Linked DNA regions of Gossypium hirsutum: region 2 is linked to region 1. The links are chromatin contacts, called in public Hi-C maps. All regions are on one chromosome and are shown on one strand. The core of a region is the stretch at or near the end of the contact, and the rest is flanking DNA. Distances in the headings are between cores, read along the strand shown. Region 1 holds the start of LOC107916725 (photosystem II core complex proteins psbY, chloroplastic). Region 2 has its middle 12 kb from the start of LOC107916601.

What was found. A called contact is a pair of places that touch in the nucleus more often than the background predicts.
Region 2: a Hi-C map of leaf shows a contact between it and region 1, with 1.8 times the contacts expected there. The contact joins the enhancer-like site here to the promoter of LOC107916725 in region 1. A contact is called at or near these places in 2 of 34 Hi-C or Micro-C datasets (callus and leaf).

What each region holds. Positions count from the first base shown.
Region 1 is chrA01:96,185,308-96,192,930 of Gossypium_hirsutum_v2.1, reverse strand. It overlaps LOC107916725 (photosystem II core complex proteins psbY, chloroplastic), which reads left to right and starts at 1,687. Exons shown (of 1, transcript XM_016846082.2): 1 at 1,687-2,704. The coding sequence starts at 2,016. The coding sequence ends at 2,621.
Region 2 is chrA01:96,392,379-96,399,114 of Gossypium_hirsutum_v2.1, reverse strand. No RefSeq gene overlaps it. Among protein-coding and RNA genes, the nearest start is that of LOC107916601, 12 kb to the left of the region's middle. Within about 2 kb of position 1,709, at least 9 of the 9 cell types and tissues checked have an H3K27ac peak or open chromatin away from gene starts, as enhancers often do. A contact at or near this core is called in leaf, where this site is marked.

The sequences.
Region 1 (7,623 bases), core at 438-2,937:
AAGAAAAACAAAGCTTGTAGTCATTGAAATTCTGTATAGAGAGATATCTGATTCGAAATACACAGATGTCAGAGCAGTCAAACCCTGAAACAGGGGAGACTTTAACTAATAAACTGTACTAATTATCCCAACCAAAAATTCTAGAAAAAAATTAGTAAATATATATATGAGTCTATATTTAGGGAAAATTTACGGATCTTGATTTCGAGTTTCGTAACTCGAGATATGATTTTTCTTGTAACTGTGACGCGGGTAGTTAGAAAGCTGTGAATGTAGAAACAAATGATTTGAAGGTCTTAATTTGATAAATTATGTTCGGTAACCCCTCAAGCTCGACTCCGGCGACGGTTTCAGGCGTGGGGGTGTTACAGCGTATGTACGTATGTCCAAGTATTTTGAAAGTGTCAGCCCAAAACAAAAATGATAGTTTAAATACAGAAATTGGCATATGAACATGCAAATGATATTATAACAGTATCCACAAATGTATTATGTATTTATGCTCACAAGTTCGTGTAACTTACAAGTGTTATGTTTGTGTTTTAGGTATACTGTAAGAGTGAGTATGCTAGGAGGGACGACTCGAGGAATGTGCCAAGGAAGCTGCGAACCGATTTATTATGCATACAGTGGACTATTTGGAAAAGTGACGTATTGTAGGTTTACACCTTAAAGAGTTTGTCTTTAGCAAACTTTTGTGTTGTAATAAGTTGTAACAAGTCTGATGTATTATTTTATTTTTAAATACTTTTCTTTGTTCCTTTAATGTTGATTCTTTAAATAAAATGATAAGAAATATATTTTAAGTCAAGCGTACATGTTGACTGTTTTGAAATTTTGTTAAGTGAAATGTAAAGTAATACCCGAGATTTGGATTCGGTAATTTGAGTCGGGTTGAGGGTGTTACACACATAGAGACAGAAGTTCTATTTTGTTAATTTATGGATTATTTTTAGGGCATAATTTGTGAAAGTAAATTAGTAAATTGGATTATTCATTGGTTTACAACTAAGGTTTCAAAGGGAAATAGTTATTGAGAGTGTATATAGTTTGAAGTATAGAAGTGAGGTTGCAAGTTAGTTTATGACTTGAACTTAAACCACAATTTGTACTTTATTAATTTATATTGGGTCACTCTCTAGGTAAGAATAGAAGTAAGAAGTTTTCAAATTACATAAACAATTGTGTTGTCCATCTCTATTTTATAACTATACTAACTTCGTCCAATTGTAACCGAACGAATATTGAAAAACAAAATCAATGATTCACACATAATATATTATTTAAAAAAATGAAATTTCAAGTAAGAAAAACAAAATTTTCAAGTCAATCCATAAATGTATCTACCAGCATCATGTTTAGTTTTTTTTAAACAGTCTTCCATGAAAATTTTTATTAATTTTGCTTGCAGGAACATCAAACGTATTATATTATACATATTTATCCTATGAAGAATAAATTACACTTCTATAATATACAAAAAGTACCTAAATACTTTTAATAGCTTGAGCCTTGTGGTTTCCAAAAAGTTTAAGGTATTAACCTCGAAACAAAGAGGAAGACTTTGAAAACAAAAAGAGGGAGACAGAGACAGCAGCCCAAAGAATGGACTTCAGCTTTGCAAGGTGGGCCTTTGGGCTTCATTGTGTATTTGAGCCACTGGACAAGGTTTTCATCAAGTGAAGTGCAGATAGATATTATGTGAAATGAACGGCTTAATGTTAACAAATTGACCTTAAGAAGGAATATGCCATTGGTGGCGATAAGAAAATTGTGGTGGGGTATCCAACATGAGGTCCATATCTCACACATCATATCATCTGGATAAGAGTAGAATCCAGAGACCTTCATTTTATTGGACATCATTTGATTTGCTTCACATTAAATCTTATATCCCAAAACCCAAATCCTCAGCCAGAGGCAATTGAAACTCCATTTCTCTGCCACAAAAAGCTCCCCCGCCCCGACTCCCCTGGCATCAACAGCACAATTCTAAACCCAAAAACATAAAAAAAATGGCAGCAAGTGTAGCAACAATGGCGATGCTCAATGCAAAATGCCTAAGCATCAGCTCAACTAAGATGAGCAGCCCAACAAAGCCAACCCCAAAGCCCTTCTCCCTTCTCTCCATGCAGAACCTCCCCAAAGGCCTCACCATCTCAAAACCAGCCAACAACTCAAACCTACCTTCTTCACTCGCTGGCAGCGCCATTGCTGGAGCTATCTTCTCAACCTTAAGTTCATGTGACCCCGCCTTAGCTGCACAACAGATTGCTGAAATAGCTGAAGGAGACAACCGTGGGCTAGCTCTATTGCTTCCCATAATCCCAGCGATCGCTTGGGTCCTCTTCAACATCCTCCAGCCAGCACTTAACCAGCTGAATCGAATGAGGAGCTCCAAAGGGGTTATCATAGGGCTAGGGCTCGGAGGATTGGCTGCATCAGGGTTCATGTCAACACCGGAAGCATCGGCCAGTGAGATAGCTATGGTAGCTGATGCTTCATCTAGTGACAATAGGGGTACCCTTCTCCTCTTCGTTGTAGCACCAGCTCTTCTTTGGGTGGCCTACAACATTCTGCAACCCGCTTTGAACCAGCTTAATAGGATGAGATCTCAGTGAGATTGTGGATCTTGTATGGGGTGTAATGGCATGTAAATTACCTGTAATTGCACCTTATGTTAATGAAGCTTTCTCGTTATTTACTTTAAACAAAAAATAACAAATTTTCCTTGGTTGTAGTTCCATTAATTTCATCCCTTATAATCTATATATTCGTATTATTATATTTATGTTATTTTTTAATATAATTGTATTATCGAAGTTAATATAATTTTAAGCTTTTACATAAAATTTGATACAATAGTATATCTATACATTTCTACTATTGTTTTAATTTTTTTAATATTATATAAATGTGGTAACAGAAGAGAGCTAAGCTCTGGCAAACATCAGATTACACAGTGCAGTTTCCCCTTGACTTGGAGGAATATCGAGCAGCTTTGAAGGGGATGATTATATCTATATAATCAGACAGACAGTGTTAATTTGATCAGCCGCTCGGTTTGCTTCCCGGTAAATATGGCCAAAACTACTTTTCAAATTGACCCACCCCTCAGGTGGAGATTCCCATCAAACCTATAGCTGTTGTTCCATAGTTCCCAGCATATCAGTCTGAAGTCATATCCCATTCAACGCCACCAACCTTTTCCCGACCACAATTCTGAAAGTTTGCTGTTAACAATCTTCCAACTGAGAATCAAAGAAATATCCCTTAAAAGATTTAAGCAGACCGACATAGCAAGGGAGCACTCACACAACACATGAGAAATAGTTTCAAAATTGTTCCCGCAAATTTTGCAGTATGGTTCAACGGAGAGTCCCCTTCTACATTTCTCACTGTTTGTTAAAATCTTACTATGGTAAACTGACCAAAGAAATTGTCTCACTCGTTGAGGTCAGTTAAACTTCCAAAACTAAAGACGATTGTGGCCCCTTTCGCTGCTTGTAGCCATCCATTACCGTAAAGTTTCCATTACGGGTCCATAGCCAACATCAACGATCACCAATATCTTGTGCACTAGGGGATTCAGAACCTGTAATAGAAAGCAAAACCAAGTATCCTAGGCATGCTGGAAGTTTATTCCAGTCCCAACTGCCAGAAACAGTAACTAAATCTTTTATAAGAATCTCATCCACAACATGATCAGGACAAGTATGATAATTTTTGAGGCCTCAATTCCGGTTACCAATTATCATGCCTAAATTTTATAATATTTCCGTTCCCCATAGTCCATGTGTTACTGTTACGCAGTATATCCCATGGACAAACACCTCCACACACACGCAGACACAAAAAAGTCTTTAGCTGTTAATACCTATAGAAATCGCCCTTTCCACTTTATATTTGCTTCTCAGAATCTGATTAGATTGAAGCCAACGTTTAGCATAAAGGACTTATTCTGATGTTGCAAACATGACGCATGCACCAATCACCTGGACAACATAAAGGATTTGAATTTTTCACTGAATCAATCACAAGATCAAAATCCTTGTAATTTAAGATCAAAATCTATTTATGTTTATTGATATGATGACTTATCAACTTGTATAGTATGGAAGGTTATACGAGTTGAATGTAATGAACTCACCTATTGATATGAATTGTGGTAATAGGGTAAAATGTTTAGTTAACTGTTTTGTTATTTAAATGTGAAAATTAAGGTATGTTATATTGTTTCCAACTTATGAACTTACTAAGCTTAATTGAAGCTTTGTTTCATTTTATGTTTCTTGTAGTTATTGTTTTGCGGAACTTAGTGATCGGATCAACTTGAAGATTACACTATCCAGTCACTTTTTGGTAGACTTTTTGAACATTAAATTTGGTTATGTGGCATGTAATAAGGGTTAAATTGTATATAATTGTCTTGTAATAGTAAAGTGTGAATGATATTATATCATGAATGTGTGCTTGATGACCTTTTGATATGCTTGATCATGATTTGAAATGGTAAATCTTGATTGTGGTTGTTAAGCATGGAAAAAGATGATAGATTCGTATGAATGGATGGAATGGTTAACTATGTTGTGCAATGGTTGAAATGGGTGAGCTTGAGTTGGAAATTGTGGTATGAAGACTTGATGATAAAATTGAATGTTTTAGGTATGATTTGTGAATGAGTTTAGACATTTATCTCATATGTTGTGTATGTGGTGTTTTAGTCAATAAAAAGTGTATGAGAGTTGGCATATGATTGTACTTAAGATATATGTTAGCCATTCACATTGTTGGTATGAAATGAGATTGGTATGAAATGAGATGAACTTTTGTATTGACTATTGGTTGTGATGGTGCCTTGAGGCATATTGGTTAGAAGTTCAGGCCATTTTTTTATGTGAGTTTTGACATGATTTGAATAGGTATATCTTTGGTTATAAGCATTGGTATGTGTTTGGAATTGCTTGAATTAGGTAACTTGCATGGTAAGTCATTTTATTCTACACACGATCTAGTACACGATCATGTGTCTCCACAAGGGTTGGTGACACGGCTATGTGACCTCTAAAGGAAGTTAATTTATACACTGCACGGTTACAAAAAGTTATTGTAACAACCCATTTTCAGTGAAATCGGAACAGTGGTTTTGAGACCACAAATCTGAGTCAAAAAAGAAAACCTATTTTAATATTATTGCATGAATTGCATTATGATAGAAATGACGTATGAAAATTTCATTAAGAAAATTTTACTAATTTTATGTTTAATTGTGAAAGGACCAAATTGCATAAAATGCAAAAGTTGAATTCTAGTAGCTATAAGTATCAAATAGCTATGGAATTCAAAATTTGAGGTCCTTATATGGTAATTAGACCATTAAGAAAAAGTTAGTAGATATTTATGATGAATCATCCATGAAAAATTAGAAAAAGGAAAGGACTAAATTGGAAAGTAGAAAATTTAATGGATGATAAATAAATTAAAAAGAAATATCATATTATTATATCATCTTCTTCCCCAAAAATACATGGAAACCCTAAGAAAGAGAAAGCAAGCTTTCTTGGCTTAATTGGGTAAGTAATCTTGTCCCGTTTTTAGTAATATTTATATTTTTGAGATTAGAATAGTTTAATATATCTATTTTGGGGTTTAATTTGCAAAGATATCAAAGTATAGAAATTTTTCCATAGATGTAAATGCTGAAATTTTGAAACAACTTTTACAAAGAGAATTTTGATGAAATTATGATTTAGGGACTAAATTGAAAAATTGTAAAACTCATGGAAAAATTTTGATTTTTGTGAAATTCATAAGCTGTTATTGTGACATGTAAAATTCGGTTAGGCTTGAAATAAGGATTAAATTGCATGGATTTCATTTTTCGAGCCTAGGGACAAAATCGTCATTATGGAAAGTATAGGGCAAAATGTGTAACACCCCTAACCCGTATCTGTCGCCAGAATAGGGTTACGGAGCTTGCCAAAATTTTTCAGAACATTTTTTAGATAATTCACGTAAATTTCTATTCATTAACTGAGATTATTTATAACGTCCCTTAAATGGACCCTCGAGGCCGAATACAAGCATTAGAATCGAGTCAGGACTTAATCGGAAACTCTAAGAATTTTTCACGAAATTTCAAATATTTTCCAAGTTATAGGGCACATACGCCCGTGTGGTCCAAGGGACACGCCCGTGTGACCCTGGGACATGCCTATGCTACAGGTTGTGTCTTACCCCGTATAACTCTCTGACTTATGCACACGACCATGCCACATGCCCAGGTGCTAGGCCGTGTTACCCACACGGATGAGACACACGCCCCTGTCTCTGCCCATGTGCTCAATTCTAACTATTCTGTTTCTTAGATTTAAGGTGCAGGGGACACACAGCCCAACCACACGCCCATGTACCAGGCCATGAGTCACACACAGTCTAGACACACGCCCGTGTGTCTGCTCGTTTGGACAAAATAAAGCCATTCCTATCTTCATTTCTCACCCTAAATCATACCAAATTCCTGCACCAAACTTACATCCAAATACCAACCAATCTAAGCATTGAATTCAAACAATTTATAACATTTAATCAGGATATATTGTTACATGCATTCATGCTTAAATCTCACATTTTATAAGCATACTCATTTAACCTTTCTCAATCAATCAATAATAAACACTTATGTTATCTCCATAAAATAAACTTAAATACATATATATACATGTACCAAAACATAATCATCACTAGCCATTCCAATGGCTAGATTACAATAATCATTTACATTCACATGCCAATATGACCAATATAACCTATACATGCCATTATAACCACATTTGATTTACTATATTGTATCGACATGGGCCGCTGGATAGTGTGAGTGATCTCTGCCAAGCTTCCAATCCAATGAGCTTTCGATTTACTCTAAAACATAAAATGCTTAGTAAGTTCGTATAACATGGTATTTAACTAACCATTAAGTCTATTTTAAGGTAACTATGTAAGGCATATTCAATCAATTTGACCTCAAGCCCTACACACATCCTCATTGCCCTTGTTAGTCATATATTCCACAATAACATCAAAACATATATGGGCTCAACAAGAATCAAGTTTCCATGCACATATGCTTTTCCACAACATGTACTCATTTAACATGTATAAATCATCTCTTTATATTACATGTATAATTTCATAACAGTTCATCTCAAGTTCAGGTTATTTCATGTCAGAACTTTAATCATATCATTTGAAATATCAAGGTCACACGAGTAGTAATACACTCAAGGTGTACAAGTCTATAATCAAGGATGAACATATATTCATCAAATAATTTCCATGTACAAATATCATCATCTCATATTTCCATATATTGATTATCATGTACCGCCATTTTCATGTATTTCAGACCGATACGTTTAATAACTCATTTCTTATTCATATATTCTCATGTCAAGAGTTTTACCCGTTGAATTTATCTGAAATATCGATGGATACACAAGTAGTACACACGAGGTGTACAAATCAGGATCTATCAATTCATATTCAATGGTACCCATAAGGTACTATTTCAGAGAGTACACTCTCAAGCCACATATATATAGATAATAGGATTACTAGTCCAGG
Region 2 (6,736 bases), core at 460-2,959, 210 kb before region 1:
TTTAGGCATATTGTAGGCAAGGATATTAGTGATTATTGTTTGCACGTGCTTAATGATTGTGTTTCATTTGATGACATTAATGATACAAATATTGTTCTTATTCCCAAGAACCGTAGCCCACAGAACATGACTTGTTTTCGCCCTATCAGTCTTTACAATGTGTTATTTAAGATTATATCTAAAATGATTGTTAATAGACTACAAAGGGTTATGACTCATTGTATCAACGAGGCACAGAGTGCCTCTATACGTGGCCCATTGATTATGGACAATACGCTTGTGGCCTTTGAGTTGTTTCATTCTTTTAGGAAGAAGCGTCGGGGGCTTAAAGATAGTTTTGCTGTAAAGTTGGATAAGAACAAAGCTTATGACAAGGTGGAATGACATTTAATCTAGGAGGTTATGCTCAAAATCAGATTTGATGTGAATTAGGTTAACTTGTCATGTGATGCGTTCGCTCGGTCAAATATTCAGTAATTGTGGATGGGGAAGCTAGGGGGAATATCGTGCCAACCCAGGGTTGCGTCAAGGTGACCCCTTATGCCCGTCCTTTTTATTTTTATTTTTATTTGCAATGAGGGCTTCACTTCTCTGTTGAAATTGGCTCATGATGATGGACTCTTGAAGGGAGTAAAGGCAAGTGGTTCAGGGCCTCGGGTATCTCATTTATTGTTCGCCGATGATAGTTTGGTATTTGGAGAGGCTTCGATTGAGGGGCTAAATATGTGGGGGAAATCCTGAAAGAGTATGAACAATGTTTGGGCCAGTAGACCAATTTTGGAAAATCTCTAGTTTACTTTAGTTTGAATGTGATCCAAGGAATGCGTCGAGATATTGTGGATATTTTGGGGGTCTGTAGTACCATGGATCCTGGGATTTATCTGTGCTTGCCAGTGGTTGTTGGTAGGAACGAAAAAAGGGCCTTTTGTAGTCTTTAAGGAGCGCTTTCTTGAGTGGATTGGAGGGTGGTACAATCGGCGTCTTTCGCAGGGTGGTAAGATCGTTTTTATTAAGTTAATTCTTCAAGCCATTCCGAATTATATTTTGTCCTACTTATGTTTGTGCTGGTTTATGCCAGAGAGATGGATTCTTTGTTGAGGGAGCGCGAGACTACTGACTCGTTGGTTTAGAAGCCTCCAATTGACCCGTGGGTTCGAGTAAACTTTGATGCTGGATTCTATGGTCATCTCCATTCTGCAAGTACATGAGTGGTTGTTAGGGACTCAGAGGGTTATATGCTAGGATCGACCTATCTTTGGAAAAAGCATATACCTGATGCGGCGGCTGCGGAGGCATTGGCTTGTGTGCTTGCTGTTCAATTTGCCAGGGATCTAGGGCTTCGACGGGTGGAGCTAGAAGGGGATTCAGCAGCGGTCATTTCCAAACTCAAACATGCGGGGATTGACAGACGAAAATCAGTGGATATATTTGGGATGCTCGACAAATGTTATTAGGTTTTGAGCATTTTAAATTTTATCATATTAAACGATGGGGGAACAGAGCTGAGCACCTGTTGGCTTGGGAAGTGTTCCTCCGGGAGTGAGACGAATGTTGGGTAGAGGATGGACCGTTGTCGATTCAAGAGGAGGTAGATCGGTATAGAAGGCGAGGGCCTGTCAACGGATGATTTTAGGCATGTTTATAGTAGCTGCGATATAGATCTGGTCACTTTCCACAGCGGTTGTTTTGGGTCCTACCTTGGTCGAAGATCGGATGAGCTTGATGGTATTGCTTTTTTGCTTTTGGTAGGGACTGCATTTATGGGCGGATTGCCCGATGGTTGTTTGTTTAATGTTTTTGGAGTTTTATTAGGAAAAAAACAATTGACTTCTTGCCACGTGTGATTTCCGTCACACTCCTAATATCAGGTAACAATATAATGATGAAAATGCTATAAATTGATAATATTAATAATAATTTCCTGGTAAAATTAAAGTTCAATGGCCAAAATTTAAACTTTAGAAAAGATAATGAAATATTGAAAGTATTATTAATATGAACATGTAATACCTTTTAATTGTACGATTGTAACTATTGAAAATGATATCAATATGATGGATATGTATTATATATTTGTAATATATATAAATGTATGAGTTTAAAAAAATTTTGAATCGATAAGATTACCGTTTATTTTCTATCTTATTACTAAATTGGTGTTTAAAAATAATTATAATTTAATTTATATTTATTATTTAAAAAATTTATTTAAAATAATTACAAGTAAAAGTTGATGTATTTTTTTATAATTATAATCATTTAAAAAAGTTTCTTCTAAATATATTTTTTAATTTTACTTGATATTACTTTTTGCTACATATTAATTAATAATGGGGGATTTATTTACACTAGTTAGTTTTACACCATTTCGTATATTTTTGTATGATTAATATTTTAAGGATTCAACGGTCATACATTTTATTCAATTCATATAGATCATGAATGTCAAATTTGACGTAAATTAAAAATTTCTAATTATTTATTTTATATAAAAAATTTTGAACCGTTTAATAATAATTAATATAAATAATTTTTTAGTTGATTTGGTACAAATATCGAATTGGTTCAAAAATTTACATGCATGACAAGTAATATTATATATAAAAAATTTAAGAATTGGATCATTAAAAATTAATCGTATAAAAATATATGAAAGAGTATAAAACTATTTTAGTTTTACATCAGTGTAAATGATTCCCTTTTCATATATATTGTTTACAAATTGTTATAGTCAATTTATTGACTATTAAAAAATAAAAAAGAAAATACAAATACAAATACAAATACAAATACAAATTAAATAGTAAATAATTTATTTTATAATATATTATTTTTTATTGTTTGTACAAATGTTTTAATAATAGGAATTTTTTTATTAGCATTATATTTGAATTATCAAAATAATTAATACTAGAAATCCTATGACACTTATTGTAACGCCTCAATATTCTTATTTTGGCTTTTGTGGAAATGTGACTTAAATCTATATTTGATCCAATGGTTAAGTGTTCTAGGTGTGTGTGAGGTCTCAAGTTCAAGCCTTAGCCTTGGCAAATTTTGAGTATTTTTGGATTTAAGCCCCATCTCTACTCAGTGGGCTTATATTAAATTATTTATAAAACCATATTAGAATGGGCCTATTGGTCTGGTGGTTAAGTTGAGTGTTAGATTACTAACGGTATTGTGCTTGAATCCTTGTGTGAGCGTGGGAGTTTATTTTTAGCTCAGCTTTGTGATAGAGTTTCTGTTGTGGCAGAAATCTGAGTAATAGGTGGTTAGGATTGTGGTGTAGTGAGATTTGAGTTGAACTCATCTTTTTCCCCCAAAAAATCATTCTTTTTGATATTTGACATTATTTTTTTTCTTTCTTGAAAATTTTTTTGCTTCTCTTGTTTCTTCAAAATTTTCTCAATATTTTTGGTTTTAGGGGTTTCCTCGCTCGATTAAGGTATGTGGACATAGATTGGTTTGTACGAGTAAGCGTTCTTTAAAGCAATTATTGTTTATTCAGAATCTTTCGATTGGAACCTTTTTGTCTGTTTTGGCAACAGCAAATTGGGAAGTTAGAGACTCTCCTCGCTCAGAGTCGTAATTGAATCGTTCGAGGTGGTTATGTAAGTGTTGAGTGTTCAATTTGAAATATTGTCGCTTTGGTAATTTGGGCTAATCATGAATTTAAACTGATTTCGAAAGGTTTGTGGTATCGATTTTAGGTGTTGGTCTGTTCGGGAGGGTTTTTGCATAGAAACGATACCAAGTGTGTACCCAAAAACGCAGAAAATGGGATTTGGCGAAAGTCGAAATTGTAAACTGTAGATGCTACACGGGTGTGTGGTAGCCCGTGTGGTAGGCCGTGTGTGAATGACATAGCCATGTGGTCGACGAAGGCCAGGTCGTGCGATAGACATGGCCGTGTGATGGCTAGGTAGGCTGTGTGCGGCACATGGCTTGACCGAATTGGGCTGTGTGGGCCACACGAGTGTGTGGGTCCACATGGGCGTGTGGGAATTTGGGCCAGACCGTGTGATCCACACAGCCCAAGGTAAATTTGGGCGTGTGAGCCACACGGACGTGTGGTCCCACACGGGCAAACTATATGGGCGTGTGGGCCCATTTATCTAAAATATTTCCTAGGGTTGCATGGGTCACCCAAGTTGACTATGAACCTACTGTAGGGTTGGTAAGTGCTACTTAGACCCTAAATCGTGTGACCTGAATATATATATAATGTGTGTATTGAGCATGTTAAATTTATGCATGTTTACTGATCCGTATGTATGCCTGATAACTGGATTTTAGCATGCAAGCATGTATTTTTGTATGTCTTCATTAAGCATGTTTAGTTGCATCTGCATTGGGGTGGGATGATTGATTATTGGAGGAAGTGTACTGAAAGGCTTTCATGTCTATTATTTGGCAGCTCAGCTGCAATATTACTGATATGTTCCACTTTCGGTATGACTTGGTGTGTAGGGCTGGGTGGGTTTTTTAAACCCTACATGGTGTGTAGGGATGGTCAGAGATGGTGTGTAGAGGCGCTGGTGGGTAGGATATTGATTTCTGTTACTGTATGCATACTGTATCTGAGATGGGCTAAGGCCCTAATTTACATCTGAAACTGTATCTGAATGGGTTAAGGCCTAAACTGTTTCTGAATCTGTAATGGGCTTAGGCCCTAGACTACATTTGACTGATAACTATTGTTTGACTGTATGCATGTCTTTTATAGGGGATTACACACTGAGTTTACGTAAACTCACCCATTTTTGTTTTATCTGTATAGGTAACCCCCAGACTTAGACGGATTGGTGCGACGGAGGACTCAACAGTGACCACATGTCTATTGAACTGCTTGCTTTAATTTCATTTATGATTTTTATTTCCTATTTTTCTAGTGTATTTTTAATGTAATTTGGGACTTTTGGACTATTTGCCTCTTATTTTGGATTTTAACTGTTCCCATGGACTTTTAAACTGTAAAACTCAATGAAAAGTCGGTTTCAATAAAAATAACATTTTTCCTAAACGCGAACGGTTTTCTTTAAATATATCGGTTTTAAAAGCTTCCACTACAGAATATGTTTTTAAATGAATAAAATTAATGAGAAAATAATTTTGAAATTGAAAAGAGGTAAATAGAAGCTAATAAATGAAAACGGTTTTAAATTGATAAATTTGATTTCAAATCCCATTCCATGTAACATCGCTAGATTCGGCCATAACGTCTAGGTCGGGTTTGGGGGTGTTACATTTAGTGGTATCAAAGTCAGGTTGCAAAACTCGGCTGTGGATTTTGGGTTTTAAAACTTGGTTTTTAAGAACTGATTTACCAATGATTTGAAATGATTTGACTGAGAATGTGGTACATCGAATCTCTGGCGTCGATCTTATAAGTATTCTGATAAACTGTTATGGTATTATAGATAGTCTATTCTGAAAACACTTTAGTTAGTGTATACTGAAACTGATAGAGACTGTACTTGCGAAAAACAAACTCTGAAATTATGATACTGCTTTACATAAAAATCTATTAATAAATACTGAAACTGTAATTGATTCATAAAATTTTTAATACAGATAAATCTAAATATACATAAGTGCACGAGTATCTATGGGCGTGATACTAGAGGCCAAGGTAGAGGCTGTAAGGGGCTCGAGCTGAGTCCTCTTCTCTGGGCAGCATGCCGAACCTAGATACAAGTGAGACGCTGGTGTAACATCCCGATTTAGACCCTAACTGGAAGGGTGGTTTTAGGACCACGAATTCTAGTCAGAAAAATATTTTAAAAAATTATTTTCTGCGTTTGTTTTGTGTGAATTTATATCAGTGAAATTTTTGCGATTTAATTTTGTCGTTTAGGTGTCTGATTAAATAAAAGGACTTAATCACGTAAAATGAAAATTTGGTGGTTAATTCAAAAAGGGCTGAATTGTACTTGGCTTTTTAAGTGGAAGCCTTTAAGTTACAAATTCCCCATTACTAAGTGAAGTGACGGTAGTGTCCATGGCATAATGGTTTTATAATATGATAAATAAGGTTAAAAATGTAAAAGATGTAATAATAATAAGTTAGTATATATGTTATATTATATGATAACTTAAATAATCTTTTATTTCTTCATCACTTAGCCGAATATAAACAAAAGAAAAAGAAAGAACAAGAGTTAGGGTTCAGCCAATCTTAAAGCTTAATCAAGGTATGAATTTAGTTCGGTTTTTGATAATTTCTACGTTTTTGAGATTGTTGCTTAGTAATCTTCAAGACCCATGTTTTAATTTTTGATTTTGATGAATATTTTGAGTTGTGCCATTGTTGATAGCTTGTGATTTTTCTTGTTTGATGATGAAATAGGAAAGATATGTTTTAGATTAACATGTTTTGTATTAGAGTTTTTGATGATTTTGAGTAATTAGAACTTAATTGCAAAAATAATAACTTGAGGGACTAAAATGTGAAATTAATGAAATATATGGGCTTGTATAGGTATGGGTGCCATTCGGCCTAACTGGGTACTTTGAAATTTTGTGTATTTTGTGTTTTGTGCAATAAGGACTAAATTGTAAAAATTATAAATGTCAGGGGTAAAATGGTAATTTGTCCATTTATGTGTTGTTGGACTAAATTGAATGAAAATAGGTTTGAATGAGCTTAATTTGAATATGTTTAGATCAAGAACCAAAGAAATTGGATTTGGATCGGGGGAAAACGAAAATTGTCGGCTAGTCGATCCGTACC